Regions from separate parts of the Mus musculus genome. Here region 2 is linked to region 1. Evidence: chromatin contacts called from public HiChIP or PLAC-seq data. All regions are on one chromosome and are shown on one strand. Each heading gives the region's core, a stretch centred on a gene start, on an enhancer-like site or on the middle of the called end of the contact. The rest is flanking DNA. Distances are from core to core; before and after follow the strand shown.

Region 1 (4,426 bases), core at 1,041-3,540:
ATTGTGGTCCGTGACCTTCAAAGTATAACCTGTGCTACTTATCTGATGATCCGAGGAAGTAGCCAATCACGCTTGGTGCTGCCTGATGGAGGCCAGGCTTCTGAGAGCACACCCAGAACAGTCTGTGGGTTTTTTTTTTTTTTTTTTTTTTTTTTTTTTACAAAAAGAGTTGTCTTGTATTTCATTTGACCTGAGAACTTTACTTTCTCACAATGCATTTCTTACTAAGAAGGACAAATGTCCTAGGTACCTTTCCTGAAGATGTCTGTGTGCACCTCCTCGTGTAGCTAAGGGAGAGAGAAGAAATGGTCAAAGCGTTGGCTCACCGGCACCTACACCTAGCCTTACTCTGTTTCCTGTTTTGTTTTGTTTTGAACCTGCAGAACTACAGAGCCCTGAAGACTGCATCCAGCTGTTGAAGAAGCTCATTAGATTGCCTAATATACCTCATCAGTGTTGGCTTACGCTTCAGTATTTGCTCAAGCATTTTTTCAAGCTCTCTCAAGCCTCCAGCAAAAACCTTTTGAATGCAAGAGTCCTCTCTGAGATTTTCAGCCCCGTGCTTTTCAGATTTCCAGCCGCCAGGTAAGTGAAGGATGAAAAGAAGGTTCGGACGGTATGGGTGAGAGCTGATGAGTGGCCCTAAATTGATGCCTCACAGATGCACGTTTTCTGGGGACTTACTTCACACACATCAATAGGATGTAGATGAATGAAAAGAGAATTACTTTTAGAAATGATGGTTCTCACAAAATGCTCTTTGTTGCAGCTCTGATAATACTGAACACCTCATAAAAGCGATAGAGATTTTAATCTCAACGGAATGGAATGAGAGACAGCCAGCACCAGGTAAGGCTCTGCAACATTTGACATTCACTTCCGGCTCAGCTTTTTTGGACCTTGAAATCGGTGGTTTCTAGCTCCTTGGAATTAACACAGATCTCTGCAATCCATAGTAATATGCTAATTTATGGTTCATGGAAAAATAACAGTGGTGGTATTTGTGAAATGTCATATGTCGGGTTTTGCAGGTTTTAAGCTACCTTGGTTTTACTTTTTTATTTTTTATTTTTATTTAATTTACTAGCTTGATACAAGGTCTCACCATGTAGTCCAGGCTGGCCTTGAGCTCACTTTGTAGCAGAGGTTAGCCTTGACCTCAAGATTCCTTCATGTCTCCATCTTTTTGTCTCAGATGAGAATAGAGAGAGCTCCCTGGGCCTTCCACCACTTAGGCTTCGGGCTGCTGAATAAATTTATGGAGTTTGTTGCAGCTGTTGACATTTTGTTGTTGTTGTTGTTGTTTTTCCAAATCTTACAAAGTAGGGGGATTTATAATTACTATATAATTTAAAGTATTTTGGAGTGTGTGCTTTGGAAGTGACTATACCAAGAAATGTCTGTCAAAATAAACATTTTCAGTAACGCAGGCGGTATGAAAGCAGTGTTCTGCTGGGGCTGTTTAGACCAAGCCAGATGCCATTCTAAAAGCAGGTGGGCCTTCAGCTAGCCATTTAAGTCCAGGAAGTTCAGGAAGCAGGAAGAGCCTGGACCAAAGAGTTCAAACAACCTGTGATCCAGTAGCAGTTAGCTTACTGGGCTGGCCTTTTAGATTGATTGTCAGCCCTTAGCAGGAGAGCATAGTTGCAGGGCCAAGAGATAAGTTCTGCTTGTACTCCTCCTCGGTGCCAGGCTTTTCAATGGAGTACCCTGCTTCTTCTATCTGTGATGGGTAACTCACGAAGATTAGCACCGCTGTGTGAGCAGCCAGGGGGTCAGAGCATCCTACCGTGCGTTTCTGTCTGTCATTGCAAGGTCAGCTGTGGCTCTTTGCATCTGGATGAGACAGCTTGAGAGAGGTCAGGTCTTGGGCTCAAAACATGGATGAGCACCCAGGATGCAGGACCTGGAAAGAGGTTCTGTGGACTGGCTCAAAATATGGTACCTAGAGATGATGGATGAATGGTATATTCCAAAAGTTCCAAACCACAGCAGACAGCATTTAACCAGGGTGCCCAGAGCTATAGACAGTGCATCAAGGAACCTCAGCCTAGCTTGGGATTTGAGGCCAAGGGCATCACCCCATATGATCCTGAGTTTACTAGAGAATGGATTCAGGAGTGTTGGGTTATCCTTGGGAGCTGCTTTTGACCTTAACGGGGAAGAAAGAGTGTGGAGGCATGGATGTGGCTGTGAGCTATAGAGATTGCCTACCCTGAGACTCACCACACAGGCTAGGAAGGAAGAGGGGCACCAAGAATATTCAGGCCCTGAGCCAAAGGCCTGAGCTGCAAATGTTCACTTCCTCCTGCTTGCCTTTGGCTGTTTGTCGGAGAGGAGGCACAGCTGAGCTTTGTGTGCCCTGAAGGGCTTGGGATGGTGCCGAGTCGGGTGTGGGGAATCTGACGAGCTGGTCATCATGGTCTTCTTAATGGCACTCTCTGGCCTCATTGGGGAATATACATGGAAGCCCAAAGCCAGACAGGACTTTCACAAATGAATTGATTACTAAGGGCTTATTTGTCTGGGGAGGGGGGAGTTCACCACTGTAGTTTAATACAAATGGATTAAATGTCTTTTGTAAGGTTGACTTATAAGAGTAAGCACGTATCATCAGTATCCATTTTCATACTGCGGCTGATACACAGAAGAGGGCTACAGTGCCCTGCATAGACGCTTGTATACTAATTTCAAAGGAGGATTAGTTCCGTCAGCTCGGCCGAGGAATGACGGATTTGAACGGACTGGATTGTCCCAGTCCTTGTGCGGCTTCTTCAAAAGAGAGAGAGAAGAGAAAAAGAATTAAATCCAAGTAATTCTTAAGCCCTATGCGAGCCATTTTCACTTCATGCGGTATTTCTCAGCCACGATGAGCACTGTATAGGCCCCGTGGGACCAAATGGATGCTTCAGTGTCTCTCACCTGTGCAAACATTTCACTCTCCACCTACAAGAGGGTAAAAGAAGGTGCCTCCGTCCTGAGTCACCTTTGGGCTCTAGGATAGCTCCAGTGCTGTGATTGGTAGGGCACCCCCAGGCAAGGGTTTGGGTGTGTGTGACCCCAGTGGGAATGCAGTGCATTCCCAGAGGCCCTCGTCGCTAGCCCAGCACGAAAGAGTCCCTGAGGGCTTTGGAAGCTCACCTCCAGCACATCTCAAATGAATGCTCATAAACCAGTCGTTTAATAGAAACTGCTGCTCTGAACAGAAAGGAGTCGTTGAAGGATCCTTAAGTGGGGACTACAAGGAAGTATTTGTTGCAGGGCAGATTGTCTCTGGGCTGTTACCAGGTAGTACTTGGAATGATAATGCTGATGTCTGAGGCACAACTTAAATAAGGCCTGTTAAGACACAGTGTCTAAATACTAGCTGGGAGTGTACTTCTCCCAAGAGAAAGAGCTTTAGAGGTGCTGTTGGTGACATTTTAGGGTGATCAGATGAGTGGAGAAGTTCATGAAAGAGCACACCCCGAAAGGGGCCTTGAAAAGCAGATCCAGTTTTAACTGGAGGAAAGGAAAATAGCCTTTTGATTTGCAGGCAGATAGCGAATCAGGTTGTGGCAGGCTGTGCTCTCTAGGGTGTGTACACTCTCTAGGACATATGTACGTCGCCATTTCTTAATGTGTTTCTCCAAGCTGATCCACCAGGCATTGACACAAGGCCACTTTTTAAGTGACGGTGTTAATAAGGCATCACTGGGACGATGAGGAGACAAAGCTGAGAGGTTCGCTTTATGCTGCCCGACCAGTGTATGCCACACCTGGACCTGCCCAGAAGCTACCTTTGAGTTCAGCCTGTCCCATCTGCAGGTCATTACTGGATTAATCTGCCTACATTACTGGATCCATTACGAATCATGGGCCTGTTTTCAGTGTCTAATGAAAAGGCCTTCTGAAGTTCTCAGAAAGTATTGAGCTAACAAGGAGAGAGGGAAGATCTTAGGGCCATATGCAGCAAAGGATCCCAGTCCTATGTGGGTAGTTTGGGGGACAAATCTCCACGAGGTGTTTGTAGTGGAAGGAGAGTTGAACCTCTCTCCCTCGGTGGTTAGGATTTAACAAGCTGTGTGTCTTGGTGGGTGGAGTGGCCTAGGTGTCAACGCCACTCCCTCTGTCACCTTGCCAGTGTGCCCTTGCACAGTGTACAGAAAGTACAACCGTACACAGTGTTCCCAGTGCCATCCACTCTATCTGTGTCCCAACCAGTCCCGGTGTGCTTTCTCTGCAGGTTGTTAACATGGCCCATTCCCTGTGTGTGTTCTTCAGCCCCTGTTCCCTTATCTTAAACTGCCCTGTGGTTGTTGGTTGTTTGCTTTTTTACTGTAAATTTAATTGGTTCAGCTACATTTCTAAGAAGCAAAGACAAAGGCTATTCCTCATTTTGATTCATTCCAATTAGTGTCTGGAATTAGCAGCCTCCTAATTCTCC
Region 2 (4,864 bases), core at 605-3,104, 1.0 Mb before region 1:
AACGGAGGGGAGAAAGCAGGCTTAGCTGCTCCCGAGTCCCCTGTCAGGAAGAGCCCCTCCGAGTATAAGCTAGAGGGCAGGTCAGTTTCATGTCTCAAGCCGATCGAGGGCACACTGGACATTGCTCTCCTGTCTGGACCTCACGCCTCCAAAACAGAGTTGCTTTCCCCAGAGCCTGCACAGAGTCCCAGCCCAGGCATCAACGTGGGACCATGTGTGCCACTAGCTCTTCCTGGGAGCAGTGGGAAAAAGGGAGACTCCACCAGCCTGAGAGAGCCTTCCTCAGCCAACTTAAAAGTAAATAAATCTTATCTGCTGGAGCCTCGGTTCCTACCCCCGAGCCGGGCTCTCCAGGACTCTCTCGCAGCCTCTGGGCCAGAACCGAAGTCAAAGCCGGAAAGGAAGCTCATTCATCCTTCTGCCAGGAGCCCAGCAACTGTCACAGAGAGCAATCTTCAGCAGAAAGAGGGTGGTCCCGCCACACACCAAGACCGCTCCACTGACACCAGGAACCTCCCTGGCCCAGGGCAGACCCTACACAATGTGGACCTACCCAGGCTGTGTACACGTGCCCCACTCCCACCGGAAGGGACGCCCGCAAAGGAGAAGCCATGTCTGAAGGAACCCTCTGCCAAGGTGAAAAGCGAGTGGTCTGCCGTGAGGGATGACGGACACAGAGATCCCTGTGCGAAGCTGTGCCCGGCAGAGACTGGTAAAGCCAGCGACAGTTCCAAACCCCTGCCTTCCGGGGGGAGGACCCAACCCGATTTCTACAAGCAGACCCAGACTTCGGAGAAAGCATGGGCGCATGCAAAAACAAACCACAAAGATAGCCAAGATGAGGTGAAGTCCCTGGCCAGGGAGGACTCAGCTTCACTTTTATATGAAAAGGAGATAGGCCGGGCACGAAAAGGTCCTGAACCCAAACCGGAAGTTCCTGCTACCCGGTGCCCTCCTCAGCCACCAGGAATTGAGGGTGAGAAGCGAGAAAAGCTCTCCGCTGCCCCCTCTTTGCAGAAACAGGCTCCCAAAGAGCCAGACAGGAAGGAACAGACTTCGCAAAGGCCTGGAGGTAGTGGCCCTCAACAACCCCCACCCACCAAAGAGCTGTCTAACTCAGCATCCTGGCAGCACGGCAGTTCTCCGAGTCACACTTTAAAGAAGGAGCCCGGGACCAAAGCTGCCGCTGCAGAACCAAGCACCAGCCTTCATGACACTCCCCGATCTGCTACAGCCACCACCACTGCCATTGCCACCACCACCACTACCACCAGTGCCGGGCACAGTGACTGCAGTAGCCATAAGGCCCGGCCTGGCCCTGACCCCAGCCCTTCAAAGTCTAAGCACCAAGACAGGTCCCTCTCCTCACAGAAGCTGAGTGCTGGCTCTGCAAAAGGCAAAGAGCCTGTCACTCAACCCCTGGGTGGTTCCATCAGAGAAGGCAAGGGTGGCAGCAAGGGTCCAGTGGACACATTTTCTGCTGTCCTGACCACCCAGGGCAAAGCAAGTGATGTGCTTGTGCAGGGAGAAGGTCGGGTCTCAATCATTGTCCACACTGAAGAGTGTCCTCTCGATGCCAAACTGAAAAACACCAATGGAGGGTGTCCCCCAGAGATGCAGGCGAAGCATCCACCCAGACAAGGACATCTCAGTGAAGCAGCAGACCAGAAGCCACTCATTGCTGGTGAGAAGCAAAGCCCGTCTCCAAAGCATCCCAAACCATCCACTGTGAAAGATTACCCCAGTCTGTGCAGACAGACAGACAGAAGCCCAAGCCATCAGGCTACCACTGGGGACAGGAAGGCAGAAGGAAAGAAATGCACAGACGCACTTTATGTCGCAGCCCCAGAGGGCTACAAGCCAGAGGCCAGCCCTTCTCTCCACCACGGCGAGACCGGACTCAGAGGCTCAGAGAGGCCACCCATGGGCATGGGGAAGGGCTTCTCTGAGCCCAAGGGGAAAGGGCCAGGTCCCCAGAAGTCACTGGCTGAAACAGGCAAGCCCAGCGGTATGAAAAGGTCACCCTCTGCCACCGTGCAGAGCTCTCTCCGCTCAGCTGCCCCCCCAGAAAAGTCTCTGAGTTACTCAGCCAGCTTTCCCGAGGCCCAGCCTGGAGTGCGAGAGGTCCCTGCAGCCAACAGCAGCCCCTCATCTGCCAAGGCTACAGGGGGGACCTCAGAGTTCCCAGCCCCCAGCAGCAGGGACCACAGGAAGCTTCAGTCTGGAGGAGACGGCCGAAGCCAAATGATAAAGAGTGACTCTCTGCCCTCCTTCCGCCTCTCCACCTCTGCTCTGGAGTCACATTTCCAGGATCCACAGGTGCCCATCGCATCAGGCCACCGAGGCAGGGCACTGTCAGTAACTGCTGCCACAGGAGAACCCAAAGGGAGAGAGCTCGCCCAGCCTCCCCCAGTCAGGAAACAGAATGCGTGCAGAGAGGCGACCAGAGCACCCCCAGCCCCAAGCACAGATCGCTCCCTCCCTCTTTCCTCAGAGAAAGACTTCGTGGTTCGGCAGAGAAGGGGCAAGGAGACCTTAAGGAGCAGTCCTCACAAAAAGGCCTCCTAACAGGCAGCTCTGGTGGCATGGCTATGAGACCCAGCCCAAGCGTAGCTGGGACTGGGTCTTTGTCACCTTACAAACCAGCACTGTATGGGAATGTCCTCCATGCAGAGCCCAGAGGCTCATAAGGAGGAGGAGAGACAGGAAAAAAAAAAAGGGAACTTTCTTCCAGATGCCTTCCCAGTAGTAACCGGTAAAACTGTTGCCAGATAGTGTTTGTACAAAACCTGCCTTCCCAGCGATGAGCTGGTGAGGAAGAGAAGCTCTCTGTACATAACCTAGCAATGTGTTTGGGTCGGGATGTAGAGTGTGCACCTTGCAGCTGACCACCTTGCTGACCGAAGCTTTTCTAGATTGAACATATTTGTTTTTACCACGTAACCATAACGTAGTAAGAAAGCAAAGTGGTCAGGCTGGGGGAGGTGTGTGAAAAATAGAAACCCACCCGTAACTGCGTGTGTATGCCTCCACCTATGTGTTTTGGTCTGTGGTCTGAGAATAGTTCAAGGCTCCATTTGTAGAAGTAGAGTTAAAGATGAAAGGAAGCCCTAACTACAGTAGATGGTGAGGTTTTTTTTTTGTGTGTGTGTGTGTGTATGTGTGTGTGTGTATATATTTAACCAGGATTTCTGATAGTACTGAATCTGGCTACCTGTATTTCTGAGCTGCTGCTTTTGGACCCCTCCGCTAGGAGTGGCCAGGACAGGGGGAGCTGGGCATCTCTTTGACAGCCCTCGTAAGGGACATTTTGACCCTCAGGTCCAAGTGGCCCAAAAGGCAATGGTCCTTGTCTCTGGGTTATATGTCTGGTCTTCACCGGAGGGCACACAGGGACTATAAACACACTGCAGGTCAGCTTTCTTTCTTTCTCTCCTTCCTTCCTTTCTAAGCTCTACCCTCAGGCCTTTATGCTGTGAGTCCAAGAAGCACATATTCGTGGCAGGCACTGGACCAGCGCTGCTGGTGAGGAAACAGGCAAGTCCCTGGCTGCACACAAATCCGCTAGCACTTAGGTGGAGCGATACGCATTAGGCATTGGAAGAGGCTTTAACTTTGCTTTGGTTGAAGAAAAGGAGGGGGGTGGATTTTGGCATCATAGCATATATATTAAAGAATAATCAGGACATCAGATACATTTTAATACATAGCTGGGGCCTTATGTTGTAGATGAAGCTTGCTGTTTTTAGCAAGTTCCTGGGTTTCACATTCATTTCTGATGCATCGAGTAGCTCCATGCATTTCATAACACAATCTCTTTATTTGTATGCAAAAAATTTACTGTATTAATAAAGAGCATCATTTTGTAACAAAGAGACTGGAGCTATTTGGTGCTTGAATGTGAACATCCTTTTTACTTTTGCTAAGCCTTATTTAAATTTTGTATACCAGGAAATATGTAGAACTTGTCAGATCATTTTAGCTCTGAGGGTTTTTCTGGGTTGTTTCTGTTGTTGCGATGGTTTTTTTATGTTTTGTTTTGTTTTGTTTCGTTGGTGGGTTTGGGTTTTTGTTTTGTTTTGTTTTGTTTTAATGGCTTGTTTTGAATTGTAAGATGGCACTTGCTGACTAAGACACAATGCAGACAAATTTTTATAAGATGCTTGGGATCCATAACAAGACTTTGTTCTATAAGAGGAAAAAAAAATTACAAATGAATAATGAACCTAGCTCCAGACCCCTCAGGGGTGTCTTGGTATCTGTACACCATAGGATTGTTTATGTGAGCACAGCCCTGTGGATTGTAAATCACCTAGCGAGGTTGTAAGCACTCCAGAAACAAAGGCATCACGTCACCATCTGCCTGGTTGCCCTTGGTTGCCAAGCCAGTTGGTGATGGCAAAAGGAAAGGAAAAGGGAGATTCTGCCCCACTCCTGTCTCCCCACCCCCAGACAGCTCCAGCCATCCCCCCATCACTACATTGTGAAACTGTAGAACAAATATTTTTTTACAAGAACTCCAATGGGTCTCAAAAAACGGTCTCAAAGCTTACAGTGCATATCTGGTTGGCAGATCTAACAGCCTAATCCTTCTCCACTCAGAGATCAGGACAGGTCTGTCCAGGAGGTAGTTCATGGTTTACAGACTTTGCTTTTAACTGTCCCGTTTTCTTTAAAGCACAGCCAGCTGCTTGTTTACAAAGGATATTTTTTATGTATATTTTGTATAGTGTATTATCATTTTTGCCAAATTTGTTTTTGCATTTTGGACGAGTAAAGGAGTACTTAAGGTTGCTCACATGTGATACCTGTTTGTTGTTGTGAAATCTCCCCCCAACCAGCTGGTAGGATTTCTCCCGTGTTC

What was found. HiChIP or PLAC-seq counts read pairs in DNA pulled down with a chosen protein or histone mark.
Region 2: an H3K27ac HiChIP or PLAC-seq map of microglia shows a contact between it and region 1, with 9 times the contacts expected there. The contact joins two enhancer-like sites. A contact is called at or near these places in 1 of 39 promoter capture datasets (liver), 1 of 15 datasets of contacts at CTCF or cohesin (large pre-B cells), 3 of 484 Hi-C or Micro-C datasets (B cells, large pre-B cells and pro-B cells) and 4 of 115 datasets of contacts at active chromatin or transcription factors (astrocytes, cardiomyocytes, large pre-B cells and 1 more).

The regions. Positions count from the first base shown.
Region 1 is chr13:101,697,870-101,702,295 of GRCm38.p6, reverse strand. It overlaps Pik3r1 (phosphoinositide-3-kinase regulatory subunit 1), which reads left to right. Exons shown (of 16, transcript NM_001077495.2): 6 at 384-585; 7 at 770-849. Among named protein-coding and RNA genes, the nearest start is that of Pik3r1, 68 kb to the left of the region's middle. Within about 2 kb of position 2,290, at least 24 of the 459 cell types and tissues checked have an H3K27ac peak or open chromatin away from gene starts, as enhancers often do. A contact at or near this core is called in microglia, where this site is marked.
Region 2 is chr13:102,732,706-102,737,569 of GRCm38.p6, reverse strand. Mast4 (microtubule associated serine/threonine kinase family member 4) reads left to right here. Exons shown (of 29, transcript NM_175171.3): 29 at 1-4,864. The coding sequence ends at 2,568. Among named protein-coding and RNA genes, the nearest start is that of 1700099I09Rik, 25 kb to the left of the region's middle. Within about 2 kb of position 1,854, at least 8 of the 459 cell types and tissues checked have an H3K27ac peak or open chromatin away from gene starts, as enhancers often do. A contact at or near this core is called in microglia, where this site is marked.